2 separate regions of the Zea mays genome follow, and region 2 is linked to region 1. The links are chromatin contacts, called in public Hi-C maps. All regions are on one chromosome and are shown on one strand. Each heading gives the region's core, a stretch centred on a gene start, on an enhancer-like site or on the middle of the called end of the contact. The rest is flanking DNA. Distances are from core to core; before and after follow the strand shown.

Evidence for each region. A called contact is a pair of places that touch in the nucleus more often than the background predicts.
Region 2: a contact with region 1 is called in a Hi-C map of leaf, with 5 times the contacts expected there. The contact joins the enhancer-like site here to the promoter of LOC103632597 in region 1. A contact is called at or near these places in 2 of 25 Hi-C or Micro-C datasets (bundle sheath and leaf).

The regions. Positions count from the first base shown.
Region 1 is chr7:96,465,031-96,470,761 of Zm-B73-REFERENCE-NAM-5.0, reverse strand. It overlaps LOC103632597 (ABC transporter G family member 53), which reads left to right and starts at 2,499. Exons shown (of 24, transcript XM_008654356.4): 1 at 2,499-3,057; 2 at 3,316-3,436; 3 at 5,046-5,134; 4 at 5,218-5,302; 5 at 5,407-5,566; 6 at 5,660-5,731. The coding sequence starts at 2,726. It also overlaps the pseudogene LOC103634023.
Region 2 is chr7:96,709,979-96,715,709 of Zm-B73-REFERENCE-NAM-5.0, reverse strand. No RefSeq gene overlaps it. Among protein-coding and RNA genes, the nearest start is that of LOC100285217, 47 kb to the left of the region's middle. Within about 2 kb of position 2,094, at least 17 of the 20 cell types and tissues checked have an H3K27ac peak or open chromatin away from gene starts, as enhancers often do. A contact at or near this core is called in bundle sheath and leaf, where this site is marked.

The sequences.
Region 1 (5,731 bases), core at 1,250-3,749:
CCCATGATGCACCACCTTAATCTCTACTACTATTTAAGACTATAGTGTAGGCGTTCACGGTGCACGGTTCTGCCCCCTCCCCCCACACCCCGCGCCAAGGGCAAGGGCACCGATTTGGCAAAGTCCACCAAGGTTTCCAAGACGGGCGCCAAATCTGAGGCTGTCGTCTGGCTCGAAAGGCGAAGATACCACCAACGGCCAATTCGACCGCGGATGTCGGTGCCAAGCCGACCAAATCAGGCAAGAAGGCGTCGGTGCTTGCCGACGCCAAGGCAAAAGCCAATGCGACCGTCGTCAGCAAGGAGGAGTCAGCGACGGAGGTGGGAGGTTAAGGAGGACGTGGTGTTGACCAAGCAGCCAGAGGAAGGCACCAACGACCTCATCTCCGAGTTCCGGGACCTGCCCAGTCGACTGCATGAGACGCTAATGCCGGACCTGGCGCGCCTCTCGCAGTACTCCAAGGCGTTCCTGTCCGCGGCGAACGCCGGGATCGCTAACAGCGTGCGCCTGATCCTCAGTGGTCGCCTCCACGGTATCAGTGGCGGTGCTGCTGGTGCTGCCGCTCTTCATGCTCACCGCGCTGGTGCGGCGCATGGGCCCGTACCTGCCGCTCCACCGGTGCTGCTGCTGGCGCAGACGTACCTTGCCATCTACTTCGCGACGCTCGCGCTCACCGCGGCCGCCACGGGGTTGGAGCCGCTGCGCTTTGTCCACGCGGCCTCCCCCGCCGCCTACGCCTAGACGCAGCCGCGCAGTCACTCGGCTTCATGGCCTACCTCGTGCTCCAGATGGTGGACCTCGTCGCCGTCTTCTCAGGCACCGCCTCCCCTGAGGACGACGGCAACGGGGACGCCGCCAAGGCCCTCGAGCTCGCGCAGATGGTGGTCGGCCTCGCCGCTGGCGTGCACTACTACGCGCGGTCTTCCACCATGCCGCGGCAGGGGCTGCGCCCCGCGCCAACTGGCGCGTGTACGCGGCCTGCTTCGCAAATCGTGTGCGCCTGCGTGAGCCGAGAGGAGGAAGAAGGCCTACCTCGCGGGCATCGACCGCGCCGCCGAGGAGTGGAAGAACAGCTGAGCTGATCGCGTCGGGAACAGAGAGAGGGAACTTCTCTGGGAGAAAAAAATCCCAATACGGTGGTCGGTGGAAGCCCAATTGCCCATGTGCATGAACGTAACCCAGAATTTAGGAAGAAAAAGGAGGGTATAAAAGTAAAAGAATACGGGAGCAAGCTGTGACTTTCCTTTCTTTCTTCCCTTTTCTACATTTATTATTTATATAACATGTTCCCCTTAAATGCATAAATAGGGTGTTTGGCCAAGGAAAGAGGTTGTCCATCATTTTCTTACTCCTCATCTTGCTCATCAACCATGGTTGTTCTTTTTTCCTACTTTTCGCGCTCGCGCAGTTCGACTACCTCATCCCACCGATGGGGATGGACAAATGCAGCGCGAATGGACAAGTGTAGCGCGAACAACATGGACAGCGACAACGTACACAAGACGGACATGGTGATGAACGGGTTGCCCATCAGTGTGTACGCATCAGAGACGTTGGGGTGTGCGACGGCCATGTCCACAGACGGTTGATTAGCAAGATTCTCGGGCGCATTGGGGATTCACCGCTGATCAGGTTCGGCACATACACATGCGACGCGTGTGCCGTGTCGGGCACGCTCAAGTGGGACATGGCCACTGTCATGGAGTACAAGGGCCTACCCCTACAGCAGGTCGTCGACTACTATGTCAGGGGCACGATGCAGAATATCTGAAGACAACTATTATCAATAATTAGCCAATATAAACTATTTACAAATCTTTACTAATGTTTACAAAATAGCATATCCATATATCATTGTTTTTGAGAAAAAGAAGTTGGGGTATTAGTATTGATACATCGCGTATCCATAGAAAATCTCGTAATTGATTAATAACATCTTGTTGACCACAAGTGTAGCTATTAGACAATATATAAGTTTATATATGAACATGTATGGTGTTTAGTTGCTTCTTTTACTTTGTTCTAATTGATGGATAAAAAATGAATGAGTCTTTCCTCCTTTTCCTCCTGTCGGGAGAGTACATCTCATGAAGTTATCCAAAATTAATTACTATTAATGCTTTTATCAGCAGTGTTCGTGTACCGTCGCAACGCACGGGCAACTAACTAGTTTGGATGATATAATTAATCAAACCAAACACTCTATAAATCACGTTGCGCACGCTCGTCATGTCAGTCATTGTATTTCAATTCCCTTGCTGTTCGTGCAGTCAAGATTTTTGTAGACCGAGTAACAAATGAAATGGGATTTGCATTTCAAGGTCTCGTGCTGCGCCGTGGTACGTACGTGGCATTACGTGCCCGAGCTGGATGCGTGGAGCCACGAGTTTGTAGCCCGCCAGGCGTCGCGTCGTCAGGCCGGACGTCATCAAGCGCAAGCCGAGCGTGAACGCCCCTGAGATCCCCCCCCCCCCCCCCCCCCCCCCCCCCCCCCCCCCGACACTCACCTCTATCGTTCTTGCACAGACAAAGTTGTGGGAGTCCCTTTCTCCTCACGGCGCCCCGCCCCGCTATATAATCTGATGCGACACGAGCGCAGCAGTCCACGACGAGGCGTAATGACCTGCTACTCGTCTACCGGTTCCGTAGTGTGAGGATTAAGGAGGGAACCTCTCCAACTTCGAGCCCCGTCTTCTTATTGCCTTCCCGGCCTGGCGGTGGCGGCATGGACGACGCCGGGGAGATACACGCGCTGGGGAGCCTGCGGCGGGACGGATCGGTGTGGTCGGCCGCGAGCGACACCGTCTTCTCCTCGCTGTCGTCGCGCGCGGACGGCGGCGTCGACGACGAGGAGGCCCTGCGGTGGGCGGCGCTTGAGAAGCTGCCGACCTACGACCGCGCGAGGACGGCCGTGCTCGCCATGCCCGAGGGCGACCTCCGCCACGTGAACGTGCAGAAGCTCGACCCGCAGGAGCGCCACGCGCTGCTGCAGCGCCTCGCCTGGGTCGGCGACGACCACCAGCGCTTCCTCTCCAAGTTCAAGGACCGCGTCGACCGGTAAGACATACCGCACTGCCTGCCTCAATCGTCGCCGGCTTCCCGGCCTGCCGTGCCGCCGTCTCCTGGTTCCCACAATGCCACTTGCCAGCTTGCCCTTTTCCGCCACCATGCATGTGGCATACAGGACCGGAATCCAACTTGTCAAAGACAACTGCTACCAAACTGTTTCCGTCTTGAGATTGAGAACTTCATTAGCATGAGCAAACAGAGACGGCATGTGATGAATTCCTCTGTTTCTTGCTCTATATGGTGCAGGGTGGGGATTGATCTGCCCAAGATCGAAGTGCGGTACCAGAACCTGAACGTCGAGGCAGAGGCGTACGTCGGCAGTAGGGGGCTGCCCACCATCCTCAACACATACGCCAACGTGCTCGAGGTGTGTTCCACATCTGACTGTTTTGGACTTGGCTAATTTCTTTTGTTGCGCTTGCGCCAGTACAAGCCAAATTTGATAAAACCCATTCGGATATATGACAACAACCAACGATAACAAGATTTTATGCTAGCAGACTAGACTTCAAGCCTAATCTAAGCCACAAATCAAGGTTTCAGGTATATAGATAGCTACCTTCTCTTCGTTTTTTTTTATTGAAGACTAAATCTTGACATATATTCTATCATTTAAGTTTCCCTTTATTGTCTTTTCAATGTTAACTTTAACCTTTTCTATTATTGTCGCGCCATAAGATCTCACTACCTAAGAGGAGGCCTATGGACATGTCTAAACCATTTTAATCGGTGTTAGACAATTTTTTTAGTTGATATTGCCTCTAACATCGTTTCAGACTCAATTCTTTTTTATACGACTACAAATCCAACACAATATATCTACTCCTATAAATCGATTTAGATCATCAAGCAATATAATTCGGAGACAATTGATCATCGTTAAGACAGGAAAACAGCATTTAGAATTCACCATTTTTTTTTTGGGAAAATCCATATATTTATATCCATATGTAAAAGTAAAAAAGATGGTAGGACGCATGTCACATCAAACAGAGGAAGCTCGTTTGGATAACTGAATGCCTGTGATGTCCTCCACTCGTCCCATCCCTGTCGCCCCTGGCACATCATTTCTTGAGTCCGCTCTCGTCTCTACTACTCCGGGTACAGACTAGAGTAGACTATAGCCTCAAACTATAGCTACATCAGCTTTTTATTTCAAAATTATGAACCAATCAAAAGTCGCCATCTCACTGTCGCCCCTTGCTCTTGCCCACGAAGATGCCATCGCCAACACGCCCACCTCCTGTCTGCCTATCGCCTCCTTCTCGCCCAGAGGCGCCCTCCAGTGCAGACCTCCTGTCTGCCTATCACCTCCTTCTCGCCCGGAAGCGCCCTCCAGTGCAGGCGAGAGCAGGGCAATATCGCCCGCTCTCGCCGGGCGATGGCAGCAGCGCCCGGCGGATCGCTCTCGCCCACCTCTAGCAATGCTCTCGCCTTCTGCTGGGCGCTATCACGCTCACTGTGGTTTGTATTGGCACCAGCCTAACATGCGGTCTTACTCTTATTTCCACGCTTGAGTAATCACAGTATTGCTCAGTTTGGCTAAGCAACCACGAAACTGAGTTTCAGGTCAACGTACTAATTTGACTAGCTCTGTTCTTGACTTCTTGTGCTCCTTAATTATTTTTATTCTATTCTCTACTTGTATGGGCTGGGGCCCCTATGGTTTTTGTCACTCAAAACATACTAATTTGACTTGTCATTTTTCCTCATTTTTCTTTCTTTTTCTCCTTTTTTTACTAATGGAATATTCAAGGAGCAGCTATGCGATCAAATCCTAGCATGTATTATCAATCTTGAAATATTCTGTTTCAGTCACTGCACCTTGTATATGTATTCTTAATCTTGAAACTTTACCAAATACAATCCTCGCTACTTGTATATGTGTGATTGCACCTGAATGCAATCATACGTTGTTGTAAACTTGTAATAACCTCTTTATTGTGGACTGACATGTTAGTAACCACGTCAAACAGGGCATCGCAAATGCTCTTCACATCACACCAAGTAGGAAACAGAAAATATCGATTCTTCATAATGTCAGCGGCATTATCAAGCCGCACAGGTAATTTCCCAATCCCAACATATTATAAATCCCCGAATTTGTCTCCTGAGGACATCTATTTAACTTATTTCTGACGTTTTCAGAATGACACTGCTTTTGGGTCCTCCTGGCGCCGGGAAAACCTCACTGCTGCTGGCCTTAGCTGGAACACTACCTTCAAGCCTTAAAGTACTTGCTTCGTTCTTGCATGGTCATTTGTAAAGGATGCATACTTGAATAGACTTTGGGAGTTCTACTAATACTAATATGATGATATACACTGTAATAAAAAGGTAACAGGGAATATAACTTACAATGGGCACACAATGGACGAGTTTGAGGCCCGGAGATCAGCTGCTTATGTCAGCCAACATGATCTACACATGGGAGAACTGACTGTTCGTGAGACAGTCAATTTCTCTGCAAGATGTCAAGGAAGTGGTCATCGCTATGGTAAGACAAGGAAAGAAACAGACAATCCAAAACTCCTCTCAGTAGCATATTTAACATTGAATTATTAACATTCGATAAAAAAAAATTGTTCAGACTTGCTAGTTGAATTGTCAAGGAGAGAAAAGGACGCAGGAATCATACCTGATAAAGAAACTGATACCTACA
Region 2 (5,731 bases), core at 845-3,344, 250 kb before region 1:
CTCCCTGTATTTCTTCAATGGAAATCCAACTTCATATGCATACCTTTTATAAAATGTATATGCATCATCAATAGCCTTGAAAGTCATCCCTACTGTTGGCACTATATTCGGATCAATGTTTTTTTTGCTGCAATTCATTGACAATGTTGTTTGTACCACGGATTATGATCATAACAATCAAATCAATCAAGAATCAAATACAACAATTGTACTTACATGTGAATGCAGTATTTGAGGCATATCCATCTCCCTGGAGCTAATATTGGACATCGGAGGTCGAATCCGTTGTTCTCCTTCCTCCCCATTGCTTATCTCGTCGATTACATGCCCCAGTAGAACAGGAGGTGGTGTAACCATTAAGTTACCATCAACTAGTCCCTCAGTGTCTGGACGAATCCGACCGCCATCTCCTACCATCGCCGGCGATTGTCTAGAGCCGGCCATCTCCACCGCCAACTAGTTCTGCAATGTGGGGGTATTTCGAATGAAAGGAAATCACAGATGCTATACTAAACAAGTAAGTGCATCCACGTTTCCAGGGTATTTCCATAATTTCCGAACCCGTACCGATAATGTAGCAATTTACATGTAATCCAAATATCCCTAACTCACTATTTACGCACAATGACTCAATGTTTTATGCCAAACGTTATATAATATATACGCAACATCTATAGCGTAACTATTTTATGCCATATCTTTTAACATCTTATTCGATATTATATTTACCTGCCGCCATTATGCTCCATGCAAGATCCATAAATTCCGCGCCCACGTTTCAGAGTAACCACGTTTGCATGAGGAATCTAATCCCTATAATTCCGCCCACTACCATATGTTTACCGCCTTGCCGTTACGAACCGAGTCACGGCACCGTCGGTCCTGCATGTTATCTGTCTTGTCTCCATCATACACACGCACGTTCGGTTCAGCGGACCAGACCCCTGTTACCGACCCGGGCTCTCTTTAATATTCGAAGCCCAGAGCTCCCGTTATACCTGCCATATATATATATATATATATATATATATATATATATATATATATATATATATATATATATATATATATATATATATATATTGTGAGTGTGTCATCTTTTTTTAAAAAAATCCCGCATAGAACAGACGAAAAATGAAAAAGAGCCCTAGTGGTGGTACTCCATCTATCATATTGTTAGCTACTACCAGCTGATGTGTGATTGTCATCGAAAAAAAAATTACTACTTCCCTGCTTGTTTTCTCTGGACACCCGGCCGCCACTGATAATTAGCGGCGCAACCAGTTACGTTCTGTTGAGAAGCAGCTACAAATCCATGCATGCATCCGCCACTAGCTAGCTAGGAGGGGAGTTGGTACGTACGATACAGTATTCCAAGGAAATTATTAGTGGTGGATGCTCTGAATTTTAAACAAAGCTAAAGATGGATCGATCTAATTAATCTATATTCACGCGGCTTCGTCATTCTTCGGTCGCGCGTCCGTGATGACGACGACAGCATCGGGTTGTGACTGCTGCAGGGTAGTGCTGGGAATCTGGGCTGGGTTTTTTGGGCCAGCACGAGCACGGTCCGAAAATAAGAGCCCAAAGCACGGCTCGGCACGAAATAATATGGGCCGGGCTAGCACGGTCCGAAGGCGGGTCTGAGTCGAGCCTCAAATTCCGACCCGTTGGGCCCCCAGTACGGCCCGCATAGATGGGCCGGACTTGGGACGGCACGGCCCAATTAAGCCTAATCTATTTAATTTCTTTAATTTAGTAAGATATTAACTTTATATTGTTGTTATATTTGGAGTTTATGTGGTTAAATGATGTTATAATTGTTTAATATTTTTAATTTAGTAAGCTATGAACTTTATATGGTTATAATATTTCTATTTTATGTGGTCAAATATACGGGACGGGCTTGGGCCGGCACGGCCCAACGAAGGCACGACGTGGTTTAGGGCTGGGCCGGACCACTGTTTTTACACTTCGGGATGGCATGGCACGGCCCAAAAATTGTTTAGGCTTTCCTGGCCCGAACCCGTTTGATACGAAGCACGACGGGCTTGGACCGAGCTGGCCCGGCTTGGCCCAATTCTCAGCACTACTGCAGCTGCAGGAGATCGTCGTAACGACAAACACACTGACAGATGATCGATCGACGTACGCACACGTACTGTGTGCTTCCAACTTCGCAGGCTTTTTTCCGTCACCGCTGAAAAGTATCACTTGGGGCTGCGCCTGTGCGCGAAAAAAAACGTCGAGCTGCGGACTGTGACGACGACGCGGCCGGCGACCGGGCAAAAAAGAAATGCAAATCCAAAGCATGCATGCGCCAGCGACGTTTATGTGATCATGCTCCGCCAAATTAGCTTGCTGCTTAATTGGACACCACACCGTGTGGCGCCCGGCTTCTTCCTCCTGTCCCGTCGCTTGCAAGGGGAAAACAGCACGCGCGATCCCATCCATCCATCCATGTAAAAATAAACCTAGCTAGCTCGTGGGATGTGCTCAAGTGCGTGCGTGCATGGATGCATGCATGCCTGCCGCCGGAAAGGTGGATCCGTCGGTCTTTTATGTGTGGACCGGCGAAATTACTACTAGCTCGGCCCGGCCGGTCTCCATTGATTAATTGTGGGGCGCTGGGCCTCATCACTGGGCTGGCCGGGGGACAGGACTTGGTCTCTCCAAAACGATGGATCCACGACGGAGACCGCCGGTATGGCGTGTATGACCCACCCACACTGATTGATTTGGAAACCAAAGCATGAGAAATAGACTGCATACACAACATGAGAACGGATCAGCTGCAAGTAATTAGTGCAAACCGTGTGCAAGCAGTTATTGTTAGGAATTTTAGGCATTTTTATTTTAGACTTCCACCACCGAAATTTGGCTCTTTGCCGAGTGCCAAATATTTTGTCGAGTGTTTTTTTTGAGCACTCGGCAAAGTAGCTACACAAAAAAACTCTCGATAAAAAAATACTCGGCGAAGAAGCTCTTTGACGAGTGTTTTATTTTTGACACTCGGTAAAGAGCTTCTTTGCCGAGTGTCAAAAATATAACACTCGACAAAGAGCTCTTTGCCGAGTGTTTTTTTTTCAACACTAAGCAAAGACAATTTAAAAATCACATTTTAAAGAAGTAAATTAATTCAAATGAAAAAGTTTTCAACTACAAATTTGTATAACTCATCATGATGTACAATTTATATTTTGAACATTTCTTTATATGACAAAATAAAAATAAATTTGTTCATAAAACATATATATTTCTCGTAGTTTATGAAACTACGAGAGAGATGTATAAGATTTGTGCATATTGTTAGAACCATCATGTGAGATGAACAAATGACAAACAACCAAAATAAACTTTGTAGATCTTGAGAAGTTATAGAATTTTGTAGTTGGCAACTGTTTCATTTGAAGTCATCTTGTCAACGAAAATTAGATCTAAATTTAAAAAATTAAAATTTTGAATTTTAAAAACGACCTTGAAAGAAAAAACCACCAACATGAAAGTTGTAGTCATTGAAGAGTTATGAAATTTTGTAGTTGACAATATTTTGGTTTGAAATCATCTTGTCAGGCAAAACTATGTTTGAATTTTCAAATTTGAATTTTCCAAACTAACTCGAATGAAAAAATCATCAAAATAAAAGTTGTAGATCTTGAAATGTAATGAAACTTTGTAATTGACAATTTTTTGCTTTGAAATCATCTTATCATTGAAAAATTTGTGTGAAGTTTTTAAATTTGAAATTCAAATTTTGTAAACAACCTTGGATGTAGAAACTATCAAAATAGAACTTGTAGATCTCGAAAAATTATGCAACTTTATAGTTGGTCACATTTTCAAATGAATTCATTTAGTGCCTTAAAATAATCAAATTACTCTCGATTGGTTATAGTACATGAGGAATGAAAACGTAATATAGACATAATTGATGTAGTAGTGTAGTGGTAAAGGAGGGTATGCGCGAGAGAGATGTTGCGAGTTCGAATCTCACCATTCACAAAACATGTAAATTTGATTCAAAATAATAGTGAAAAATGATGTTGCGAGTTCGAATCTCACCATTCACAAAACATGTAAATTTGATTCAAAATAATAGTGAAAAATGATTAGGACGTGTGTATTGTAATATGGTAATATAGGTAGTGGTTGGAGAGTTGTTTCTATAATTTTAAAAATGTTTTGTTGTTTTTTGGGGGTTTTCGATTTTTAATTTGTCGAGTGCTTTTCGACACTCGGAAAAAAGTACTCGGCAAAGAACCTTTTGTCGATAAAATATTTGCCGAGTGTAAAATAGCCTTTGCCGAGTGTCTTAGACACTCGACAAAGAACGCGATTCCGGTAGTGTTCGTCTAGAAATAGCATGTAAGATTTTTTATGCTACTTGCAACATATAGTACCAATGAAGAATTAAGATACCGATCAGTAGATAAACAACCCACAGAAGGTTTATGATGTACTCGGCACAGGGACCCATGATTAAAGCACCGGTTGCTCCAATCGCACGATATAGTGCGTTGTTCGACGTCGTCGATTGGGGCTCGATGCAGGTCCATGTACGCAATATAGTCCCTCGAATGTCTTCCAGAAAGAAGACTAGCAGCAACACTCCATCAAGAAGACGTCAATGGCACGACAACGTTCTCCGAAAAGAAGATGGACACCATCGATGAGCAGTCCTGACGGCACTCCCCAAAAACCTAATCACCCGCGCACCCGGCAGATGTCTCACTCGGTGGACGGTGGTTTTGGAGGTATGCTCTCCCAACTCTCCGTGCATGTAGAGATTTGGGACGGGGAAGACTCGAGAGACAACTCAACCATGAAAATAGAGTGAAAACAACGGGAGTATATTTTCCATGTACGCGATTGAAGAGTTATGTGCTCTTATAAAGGCGTAAGAGCAGATGAAGAGGTGCTATCAAATAGGTTGATGGTAGCCATCACTGTCCATTATGGTCATAAAAATGACCGTTAATAGTAACTCCTACCATCAAAATTATTGTTGCTGGTAACTTACTAAGTCATAAGTTAGCAGCCATAATTCACCCACTTGCCACTATCGGATTGACATTCTTTGTTGAGTGTCCCAAACACTCGGTAATGCCTTTTTTACACTCGTCAAATATTTTGTTGACATATGGTTCTTTACCGAGTACTTTATTCTGCACTCGACAAAGACTTTAACGAGTGTAAAAAAACACTCGGCAAATTAAGAACCGGAAAAAATCCAAAAAAATAGCAAAACTTTTTTTAAAATTAGGGGAACAACCCCCTATAAATTTCAAAAAACAGCAAACCTTTTTAAAATTAGGGAAACAACCCCAAAGCATTACACCACTATATCACTTGTGTCTATTTTACGTTTTCCTTCTTCATGTATTATAACAAACTGAGAGTAAATTGATTATTTAAGGCACTAAATGAATTTAAATGAAAATGTTGCCAACTATAAAGTGGCATAACTTTTCAAGATCTACAACTTTCATATTGATAATTTCTTCATCTGTGGTCGTTTACAAAATTTGAGTTTCAAATTTAAAAATTCAATCATATTTCTATGACAAGATGATTTCAAATAAAAAAAGGACAATTGTAAAGTTTCATAACATCTCAAGACCTACAACTTTTATTTTGGTGGTTTTTCCATCCGAGGTCGTTTGAAAATTTCGAATTTTAAAATTCAAACAAAATTTTGCATGCTAAGATGATTTCAAACCAAAATGTTGTA